Regions from separate parts of the Oryctolagus cuniculus genome. Here region 2 is linked to region 1. The links are chromatin contacts, called in public Hi-C maps. All regions are on one chromosome and are shown on one strand. Each heading gives the region's core, a stretch centred on a gene start, on an enhancer-like site or on the middle of the called end of the contact. The rest is flanking DNA. Distances are from core to core; before and after follow the strand shown. Region 1 holds the start of HIF1A (hypoxia inducible factor 1 subunit alpha). Region 2 overlaps PRKCH (protein kinase C eta).

The links. Hi-C and Micro-C count contacts between places; a contact is called where the count stands out from the background.
Region 2: a contact with region 1 is called in a Hi-C map of liver, with 6 times the contacts expected there. The contact joins the enhancer-like site here to the promoter of HIF1A in region 1.

Annotation. Positions count from the first base shown.
Region 1 is chr20:8,817,219-8,822,081 of mOryCun1.1, reverse strand. It overlaps HIF1A (hypoxia inducible factor 1 subunit alpha), which reads left to right and starts at 2,524. Exons shown (of 18, transcript NM_001082782.1): 1 at 2,524-2,566. The coding sequence starts at 2,532.
Region 2 is chr20:9,088,343-9,093,205 of mOryCun1.1, reverse strand. All of the region lies in intron 9 of PRKCH (protein kinase C eta), which reads left to right. Among named protein-coding and RNA genes, the nearest start is that of PRKCH, 180 kb to the left of the region's middle. Within about 2 kb of position 2,490, at least 3 of the 8 cell types and tissues checked have an H3K27ac peak or open chromatin away from gene starts, as enhancers often do.

The sequences.
Region 1 (4,863 bases), core at 1,275-3,774:
CACTATTTGGTTCATATATAATTCTGTGATCTAGTTGGTTGGATTATCACTGCTTTCCATCCTCCTATCTGTACTCATATTTACACAGGTATACACAGACACATAACATGTTGTATTTCACAAACTTTCAGAAACAGAATTTGAACTTTGGGGAAAATTCAGTGAACACTCAAAATGTCTTGTTGAAAGAATTATTCTGCTTAAAACTTTTGAAGTGATCAAAATGTTTTTAAACGATATATCTGTTATTACAAAATGCTTGTATTTTGAGGCCACAAACATCATACACTGTAGCTATCATCACTGGCCATAGAGAATTGCTTACAAGTATAGTGAGAAGGGAAATGATTAAAAATCTCTGCAACTACACCCACATATGGAGAGTGGGAAAATCATGAAAAACAGAGAATATATTGGATTTACATGAACATAATTGGCTTTCTTGTATAGCAAAAACTGGCTAAACTCCAGTAGAAGTCCTGGTTATCACTACTATGGGAGGCACAAATTTTGGGGGTAATGATAAGAATAACGGCAACAAGATTATTGCTGATACTAAAAGCTAATCATCAGTCACTATGTACCAGCTACTGGTCACGTATTGTGTCAATAGTCCGGAGTTCTGTGGCATATATGCTATTATAATCCCCATCTTACAATGAGCAAACTGAGGTACAGAGGTTAGCTGATTTGCTAGGCCGTGTCAGAGTCTGTATGCAAACTCACTCTAGATTCTGAGGCCAGCGTTCTCAACACCATATTTTCAGAATGTTAAAACATTTGTAATTTAAGTTATTCTTTCCCTACTTAAAAAAAGAAATCATAAGTAACTATGATTTTTTTTTCCAGGCATACCCCATGGTTGTTCTGGATAACACATAGCATTTAGTGCTGTCAATCTGAAAAAACAAAAATAGCATTAGCATCAATCCTTATGGGTCTACTGACCAGTTCAAGTGGCTTCTCCTAGCAGGGTCAGACGCTGTGTTAGCCGGGCTGGTGATTCACACACTTGAAATCCTCCACAGGCAGATATCCACATCACGCAACAACCAGCGCAGAGTTAGACTGTGACAACCAGGCAAAGGTGCAGTAAAATACCCTGATGTCCACCGGGGAGGGATACGCAGTGGCTCTTTGTGGAGCTCAAAATATGTTTTTTTTTTTTTTAAAGACTTGAGAGGCTTGAAATGTATGGTTCTAAAGACAAAAAAGTGCTTAAGTTTTGTTCCGTAACTCGCAGTCCTGTCAGCAAACAGGCAGTGCTAGCCAGCACCGTCGTGCCCGGTTCCTTCCAACCCGGCGGGCTCTGGCCCATGCCCCGGAGGCAGCCTGGGTTCCGGACTCGGTCTACACCGCGAACGCAACTCAAGGAGACTCTTCTGAATCCACGCAAGATCGTCTTGCAAAAGCGCTAAGAAAGCACAAAGAAAAGTGTGCCTAAAGCCATTTTTCCGACCCTCCCTGAAATGCAGGTTTATATATTCTCGCTTCTGAAAGCCGTTTCTACAGTAACTTCACACCTTCCTTCCTCGGAGAGAGGCGTGCAACAACGGGTCTGTGAGGTTTTCCCTGGCATTAACTTAAACAAGTTCGCGACAGAACGCCTCAGGGGCCCCGCGGGGTCCCCCGTGCCGTGCGGCAGAGCGCGGGCAGCCTGGCAGGAAGGCCGCGCCGCAACGCGTCCGAGCGGGGAGACCCGGGGGGCTCGCGCCCAAGCCGCCAGGGCTGCGCTTTCCCACAGGGAACTCGGCTACGCCGCCTGAGGGGAGCGCGGGAGCGGGAAAACGTGATGCAACCTCGGGCCCGGGCAGCCGCCAACTCCCCTCAGCAGCGCCTCCCGCAAGCCCGCCGCCGCCGTCCCCAGCGGCAGGCGCTGGGTGCCCCCTAGTCCCGGCGCAGACGCACCCCCCAACGCCTTTCTCTCCGCCCCGGCCGCACACAGACGGGCACGTGAGCGCCGCGGCGCGTCCCAGCTGTGCCTCAGCTGAGCGCCTCCGGATTGGCTGAGAGCGACGTGGGCTGGGGTGGGCACTGGCCGCCTGCGTCGCTCGCCATTGGCTCCCGAGCAGCCCGCCTCCCCCTCAGGTGAGGCGGGCCTGCGGGGGCGCGCGCGCGCGCGCTGGGCTCGGCGGGCAGGCGAGGGGCGGGGGCGCGCGCTCCCGCCCCGCCCCTCCCCTCCCCGCGCGGCCGGGCGCGCCTCCGCCCTTGCCCGCCCCCTGCCCGCTGCCTCAGCTCCGCCGAGCGCAGAGCCGCCTCGTCTGAGGGGACGCGAGGACCGTCCTCGCTGCCGAGTGGGCCCAGCGCGTCGGGCCGGGCCGTGACAAGCAGCCTGCGCGGAGGCTCGCGCCGGACTCCGCGCTCGCCGCCCCGCTCTGCTCTGCGAGGAGCTTCCCGCCTCGCACCCCTCCCCCGCCGCCGCCCCCACCCGGACTTGCTCTGCTCTCTCCGCGTGTGCAGGGAGCCGGCGCTTAGGCCGGAGCGAGCCTGGGGGCCGCCGGCCGGGAAGGCATCGCGGAGACCGAATCGCCATGGAGGGCGCCGGCGGCGCGAACGACAAGAAAAAGTAAGCCCCTTCCCCGCCCGCCCGCCCGCCGGGCCGCGGCGCTCCCGGGGTGGGTCGCTGGGCGGGCGGGGGTCGCCCGGCCTTTTTTTTTGTTGTTTCTGCCTCCTCTCCCCTCCCCTCTCTTTCCCCCAACCTCGCCGGCCGGGCTCCCCCGCTGTCCACGTCGCCATCTTGTCGTGGGGGGTGGGAGACGCCTCGAAAGTGCTTCCAGGGGGCCGGGGGTCTGCACGCCGCCGCCGCCGCCGCCCCCAGCCGGGGCTGCGGGGGTCCTCGCGCCGCCCCCCGCGCCCGCCGCGGAGCCCCAGCCTTGCGGCGCGGCCCCGTCCGGAGGGGACTTCGCCCCAGCCTGGAAGCCGAGCCCGCAGCTCGGCGCCGCCGCTCGCACCCGGAGCTTCCGCTCCCTCCCGGTGGCGGGGAAGGCGCGGGCCGGGCGCCCCGCACGCTGGCCGCGGCTCGCCGGCGGGTGCGGGGCCCCGGCGGCCGCGGCTGGGCTGGCCCTTGCGGCGGTCCCGCCGCGGCGGGTGTCGCTGCCTTTGTGCCGTGGTGGGGGGATTGGCCGCGGCGGCCTTCGGATGCTAACTTTTTAGTTTGCACGTGCAGGTTTTGTTTTTCGTTTTGTTGTTTTAATCGGCTGGAAAAACTTGCCCAGACTTGGGAGTCGGAGTAACGGGAATTGGGGGGCACATCGCCAGGCTGTAGCGGGAACTTGGGAAGTGGAGACTTGGGATCCAGGGAGCCCAGACGATGAGCAGGAATCCGTGCCTCATTCATTCCCGAAAATATCTTGGTGAAAATGTAACGGGCGGCTTCGATTTAGGCAGACAGTGTCAGTGAGGTTGAAAAGCGAAGTAGATGACCGGAGCAAACGAAATGCAACACTAAAGTGTTGGAGGATTTTTTTTTTTTCAGAACTGTCTCGTTTTCCTGATATTTTAATATATTTGAAGGAAACCATCAGCACATATCCAGATTGTGTTGGGACTTAAAGCAAGTTTATTGAACAGCGTGAAGTGTAAGAGGGGTACATTATAGAAAGATTAAGAATGGTGGAACCCGTGGTATTTACAGTACCCCCCTCCCTATTTTCTCCACTTTGGTATTTTCACCGTTGAGGAAATTATTTTAAGGAATTGAGGATTTATATAGTAGGAGTAGTAACGTAGGCTGGCTTTACTGTTAAGTCCTTCCACTCTTATGGGAGAGATTAACTTCTCTAATCAGTATGAGCGGAAGATAAACTTGTTTATATCCTTGCTGTTTTGTAGATTCTTTATCTTGGTCCCTATTCAATAGAATGTAAAATTCTCAGTTTATATACACCGGGGAGAGAGCACTTACACAATTTAAAACATGAGCACACAAGTCTAGATTTAATTTCAAGAGTTAACCAGGAATTAATTGCAATTAATTTTGCAGAAGTGATTACAGTGTTTTTGATGAAATGAAGAGGCTGCTATATTGTAAACCAAAGGCAGATTACCTCTGTGTAGTGCCAATTTTCCGTCCTTATTATATACTGAATCATAGTTACCACAATGCATTAGGTTGTGTACCAGTCACTTCCTTTTTATATGTAATACTTTACTGATTTCTTCTTTGCTATTCTTCAGTTAATACCAGAAGCCACTGTAAAATAAGTGAGTGAATAAATTAGCAACTACTGCGCACCAGCCCCAGCGCTAAATGAATTCTTTGGTTTTCCCCATTCCCATTGTTATTTTCAAAATTTTCTCATTTGAAAACTTAACCACCTGGGATCGAATGTAGTCGTAACACTTAATATGGAGATTCTTAATATAACTGAAATTTTAAGTTAAACAGTAAATAGTGATTACTCAGCAACTTTTGGATGATGTTAATTAAAAATGCCCTTTCCTGACTAATATTTCTTCAAGTTTTTGAAAGGTAACAGATTGAGGTGGAGATTTTCTTCTTGGAATTTTCCCAGTTTTAGAGGAGGACAAGGCAGCTGAAAATCAGAATTGAAAGAAATCAGAGCAGAGTGGTGTGGTTGTAATAGATTTAACAGGGAGTTTCATGTTGATTCCTTAGTTGTAGGTGCTGGACTTACTGAGAGCACAAGGATAATAGGGGTTTTTAGATTCAAAAGGAATGGCAGGAGGTTCTGTTTTTAGGCTTCAGGTCAGGTTCCTTCAGAGTTTTCCAAAACAAATAATTACTGGAGCATTGTAGTGAAATCTCTGAGAATAAACATTTCTAAATTTTCTTTTTTAACCTTGGCCACTAAGAGTCATTTATTAGTAAACTTTTGTTGTTGCAGTTTGACTTGTTTATAA
Region 2 (4,863 bases), core at 1,241-3,740, 270 kb before region 1:
TTTTGAAATTCAGTAGAATGTGATGTCTCCAGCCTTGTTCTTTTTGTTCAAGGTTGTTTTGGTTTCTGCACATTATTGTTATTAATTTTTTAGTTATTTGAAAGGTGGAGTTACAGAGAGGTAGAGGCAGAGAGAGATAGGGGTCTTTCATCTGCTGCTTCACTCCCCAAATGGCAGCGATGGCAGGAGCTGGGCTGATTCAAAGCCAAGAGCCAGGGGCTTCTTCCAGGTCTCCCACATGGGTGCAGGGGCCCAAACACTTGGGCCGTCTTGACTGCTGTCCCAGGCCATAGCAGAGAGCTGGATTGGAAGTGGAGCAGCCAGGATTCAAACTGGCACCCATATAGGATGCTGACATTACAGGCGATGGCTTTACTCACTATGCCACAGCACTGGCCCCTGGGTATACATAAATAGTATACTATTCGATGCAGATTTTCAGCTAGTAGAGAGATATTTAAAGAGTATATTAAAAGCAGTTAAATAGTGTATATTAGAAAATATTGTATCATGCTTTATTTACTGCCTGAAATTCTTTAAAATAGGTGCAATTAGTATCTTCATTTGATCCAATGGTGAAGTGAAACACAGAAGGGTTGAATCATTTGCCCACAATCCAACACAGCAAAGGGTGGAACTAGGAGGCTGGAGCCCAGGAAATAACCTGGAGTTTATAACGACGAGCAGGTTCTACCGGGACAGTGAACTGGCAAACCTGCCCCCTACCCCACCCCCACCCACAAGCGAAAAGGCTGGCAGGAAATCACAGCAAGGAACCAGCAGCCACTGTCCTCGGGCCATAAAATTATGCATGGTTTTTTCCTTCTCTTTTCTGTTCACCAAACAGGTGCCTCTGATATTTCCCTAACCCGGGGGAGGGTGGGAGAACTAAGCCATGATAACTAGGGGAGAGCCTGTGGTCTCTCAGGACCTGGGGGACAGGCCTGTGGGTGCTGCCTCCCCCACTCTTCCCAGGCCACCTTCACCGCACACTCCTCAGAACCTCCTCTGTCAGCAGCTGGGCCTCGTGGCATTTGTGGCCTGGAATCCGGGTCTCCCAGCCCCCACTTGGATCTTCATGGAGCCGTCAGCTGAGTGGCACTGGGAGGAGGTAGACAGAGAGGGACAGACAGACAGACGGACAGACGGGCGAGGGAGGAGGTGAGGTGAGAACAAAGACAGCCAGAGCCGGCAGTGGCGGGAAGGGGGCGTGGCGCAGTAAGCACGGGTGCCAGGCTTTAGTCCAGTTTATTGGAGCAAAGGTTCCATTTGGAAAATGCTGGACACTCTGTGGCAGGTGCCCAAGAGCTGGCTGTCACCCAGGCCCTTGGGAAAGCAGCAGCAAGTGTCATAAGGGATTGGGAGCCCAGGGAGCTGAGCCAAGGCCAGCTCCTCCTTACCTGGGACAGGGCTTGTCTGTGCGCACATCTGGTGCGTCCCGGTGGGCCCAGGACACGCAGACCCGGCTCTGCAGGGCCAGAGGCCCAGGGGTCCTCTCCGCTCATCGTTCTCTCTTTCTCTCTCCCGGCTCCTGACTTGGCGTCCTCATGGAGCAGCCCCCAGGGGTGGATCCTGGCGGGGCCGGGGCTTTGCATCGGAAGCCTCTCCCGAGATGTCCGGCCATGCAGTGTGTGAAGGTTCAGGCATCAGGAGCCCCAGGAACACAATCCCATGGTGCTGCAGGATGATTTCAGTAGACTTCAGGGACGGGAGGAGAGTCACTGGCAGCATGGGGACAGGGCGTCTCCCCTTGTGGCATCGTGTGGCCCGGGAATGAACCTCACACTCAAGCAGGTGCCCGCGGCTGGTAGCACTCAGGCACTGAGTTCTACTTCTTAGCTGCCTTCTAGTTCTTTCTTGAGGGCCACCTGCCCTTTGTTTTCTCCGGATAAGGGCCTCCACCTAAATCTGTGTTCTGAGCTGGGCGCTTGGTCCTGGGGTTAAGATGCCATTTGTGCGGGGGAGCTGAGGGGGTATTATGGCTCAGTGGTTTAAGCCGTGGCCTGTGGTGATGCCTGCATGCCATATGGGTGCCAATTCAAGTCCCGGCTGCTCCACTTCCCATCCAGCTCCCTGCTAAAGCACTTGGGAAAGTGGCAGAGGATATCACAGGGGCTTGGCTCCCTGCCACCCATGTGGGAAACCCCGGTGGAGTTCCTGGCTCCTGGCTTTGATCCAGCCCAGTCTTGGCCTCTGTAGCCATTTGGGGAATAAGCCAGTAGATGGAAAATCTCTCTGTAGCTCCTACTTTGTCTCTATAATTCTGCCTTTCAAATAAATACTTTTTTTTTTTTTAAATGCCACTTGGGATGTATGTATCCCATATCAGAGGGTCTGGGTTCAAGTCCTGGCTGTCCTCTCCATTCCAGCTTCCTGTTAATGCAGACCTTGGGAGGCAGCAGTGATGGTTCAAGCGGTTATGTCCCTGCCACCCACATGGGAGACCCAGATTGGGTTCCATGTTCCTGGCTTTGTCCTGGCTCAGCCCTGGCTATGGTGGGCATTTGGCAAGTGAACCAGTGGATAGATTTCTCTCTCTCTCTCTCTTAAAGAAAATGAGAATACATAAATAAAAATTGTTGCAAGCTTCCTATCCTTGCCTCGCAGCCCAATGGAGGAGTCCCTATGGAAGCGCTCTTTGGCCCGGGAAGGCCACAGCCTGCCCTGCATTGCTCAGGGCCCTGACCACTTCCTAGCCCCCTCAGCTTGCTTTTCCTCTCTGCACGTGGTCACAGGGCGTCTGGCATGGGGCCAGGCCAGGTTTGTGCACTGAGCTGCTGCCAACGGCGTACTGGGGAGGAGGAGGAGGCGGCACCCGGAGCGCTGCTTCCCCGAAGCTCCTGAGTTTGCTGTGACTTCCTGGGGGAAAGACTGTGTGACTGCGGGTTAGGAGAGGTGGGGAAGTGCAGCCGGAAAGCTGGGAGACTCTCCCTCCGCAGAGACCGGGGCGCTGCGAGGCCAGCGTCCAGCAGCTGGTTGATTATCGCAGCCTGCGCGGTGCCAGCTCTGCCGCAGGGGTGGGCGAGGGATGGAATCGCAGCTCCCTGAGGCCCTGGCGTGGGTTCCCGGTGCTCACGCTCACTGCCAGCGCCTCTAACAGCACACCTTGTATCTCACAGGAAGTACTTCATTGAATCCCCAAAGCAAGCCAGGAGGCGGGGTGGGAGGGGGGGCAATGCTCCCCTCCTCACTGTCCATTTCTGGCCGCTTAGGTCCAGAGAGGTACCCCCACGTGCCCCAGATCCCACGGCAAAGCCAGGTCAGTGAGCGTCTTCTGAGCAGTTGCCCAGCCTGCTAATATCCCTGTCATTTCCCTTACGCCACAAATAGGAAGCACCGGGAAAGCATGGCGTCAGTGGCCAGGGATAAAGGCGCTTCTCCGCAACGTGGACTCTTTGGCCTTTTATGAAAAACCGAAGGCTGTTTCCTCCGATCCGTCTGGAACTAGGTTTTCTCCTTTCCCTGAGCGGCCACAGACGGGATTTGCTCTGCTTGTGGGTCATTGGCTGCCGTTTGCCTCGGGCTCAGATCAAAATAGAAAGCAAGCCAGAGCGCGGCGTTCTCTGTTCTCTGCGTGTTCCCAGCTTATTAAATCCTATTCATCTTTGTTTTCCATCATTTATTGTGAGTGTATGAGGCAGTCCTCAAAAAGTCCACGGAAATATGTATTTAAAAAAAAAAAAAAGTACGCATGCATTCCAAAAATGTTTTGCACCAAAATAAATGTATCTTTGAATTTCCTCTCTCCGTAAGCCTTTTTGGAGTTCTTGGTTTGACGCTGCGTGACCCACCTTCCTGTCCGCCACTGACCCCGAGGGTGCAGCGTGCTGAGACCAGTCCCAGGCTCTGCACCTGCAGGAGGAAGATGCCATTCTTGGGACCCTTGCCCCTGTCCTCTCGGGCCAGCAGGCTTTCCAACTTTCTTTGGCTAAAAAAGGCCAGGAGAATGAATGGGAGAGAAGAGAAGCTGAAGTCCAAGCTGTTCCTTTGGCTCTGTGTCTCTGGGTAGGACTGCCAAGGTATCGGGTGTCACAAAAGGGTCTGAAGCAGTGGCCTGTTTTCTGTTGCGGTCGCTGGGTTCTAACTGGCCTTGTCGCCGGCGACATCATCCTTGGTACCCCAGAGGCTGGGCAGACCCGCCACTTCCCCCTTTGGAGAGATGGCTGGTGGCGTTCTGTGTCATTTCCTTTGACGTAGCCCGGATCCGACCAGGGTCAGACTTTGTTCCTGTGCTTCCTGGTAGCTGACCGCTTGGAGGGTGGAGCTTGCATCGTGTTTTTCGCTGGCTATGCCTGCAAACCCTCAGAACTTGCCGAGTTACTGATTCTCTGGCATCCACAGGGCCCTGTGTGGGAACACCAAGTGTCAGGATGGCTCCAGAGATGAGAAGGAGGACTTCCAGAAGTGTGTGGAAAATGAAATTAAAACATAAGTTTATTTTGGTGCAAAAACTTTGAAAACTGTGCATACAAAGGATCTTCAAAAATTCATGATCATGCATATAGTGAAAAAAAATGATGCATGGATTTTTAGATTTTAGGGTACTCAAATAAACTTGGGTTTTAAGTCCATGTTTTCATAAACTTTTTGAAGTTCCCTCTTAGTTTATAGTTCAGTGAAAAAAAAATCAGACAGTTTAGGATCACCGTGATGGAGTGCGAGTCAAAAGGAACTTTTTAGGCCTCAGCCCAGTGCAGAGAGTAGAGCCACACACTGAAAGAGTGGGCAGCACAGAGCAGGTGGTAGGCGGCGTCCTGAGCCTGCAAAGGAAAGGCAGCTGAGAGTGATCCCTGGGCTCTGGGGCTTGCTTTCCTCCGTGCCACTGAGGGACAGTCCGAGGGCTCCAGGACCAACCCAGCCACC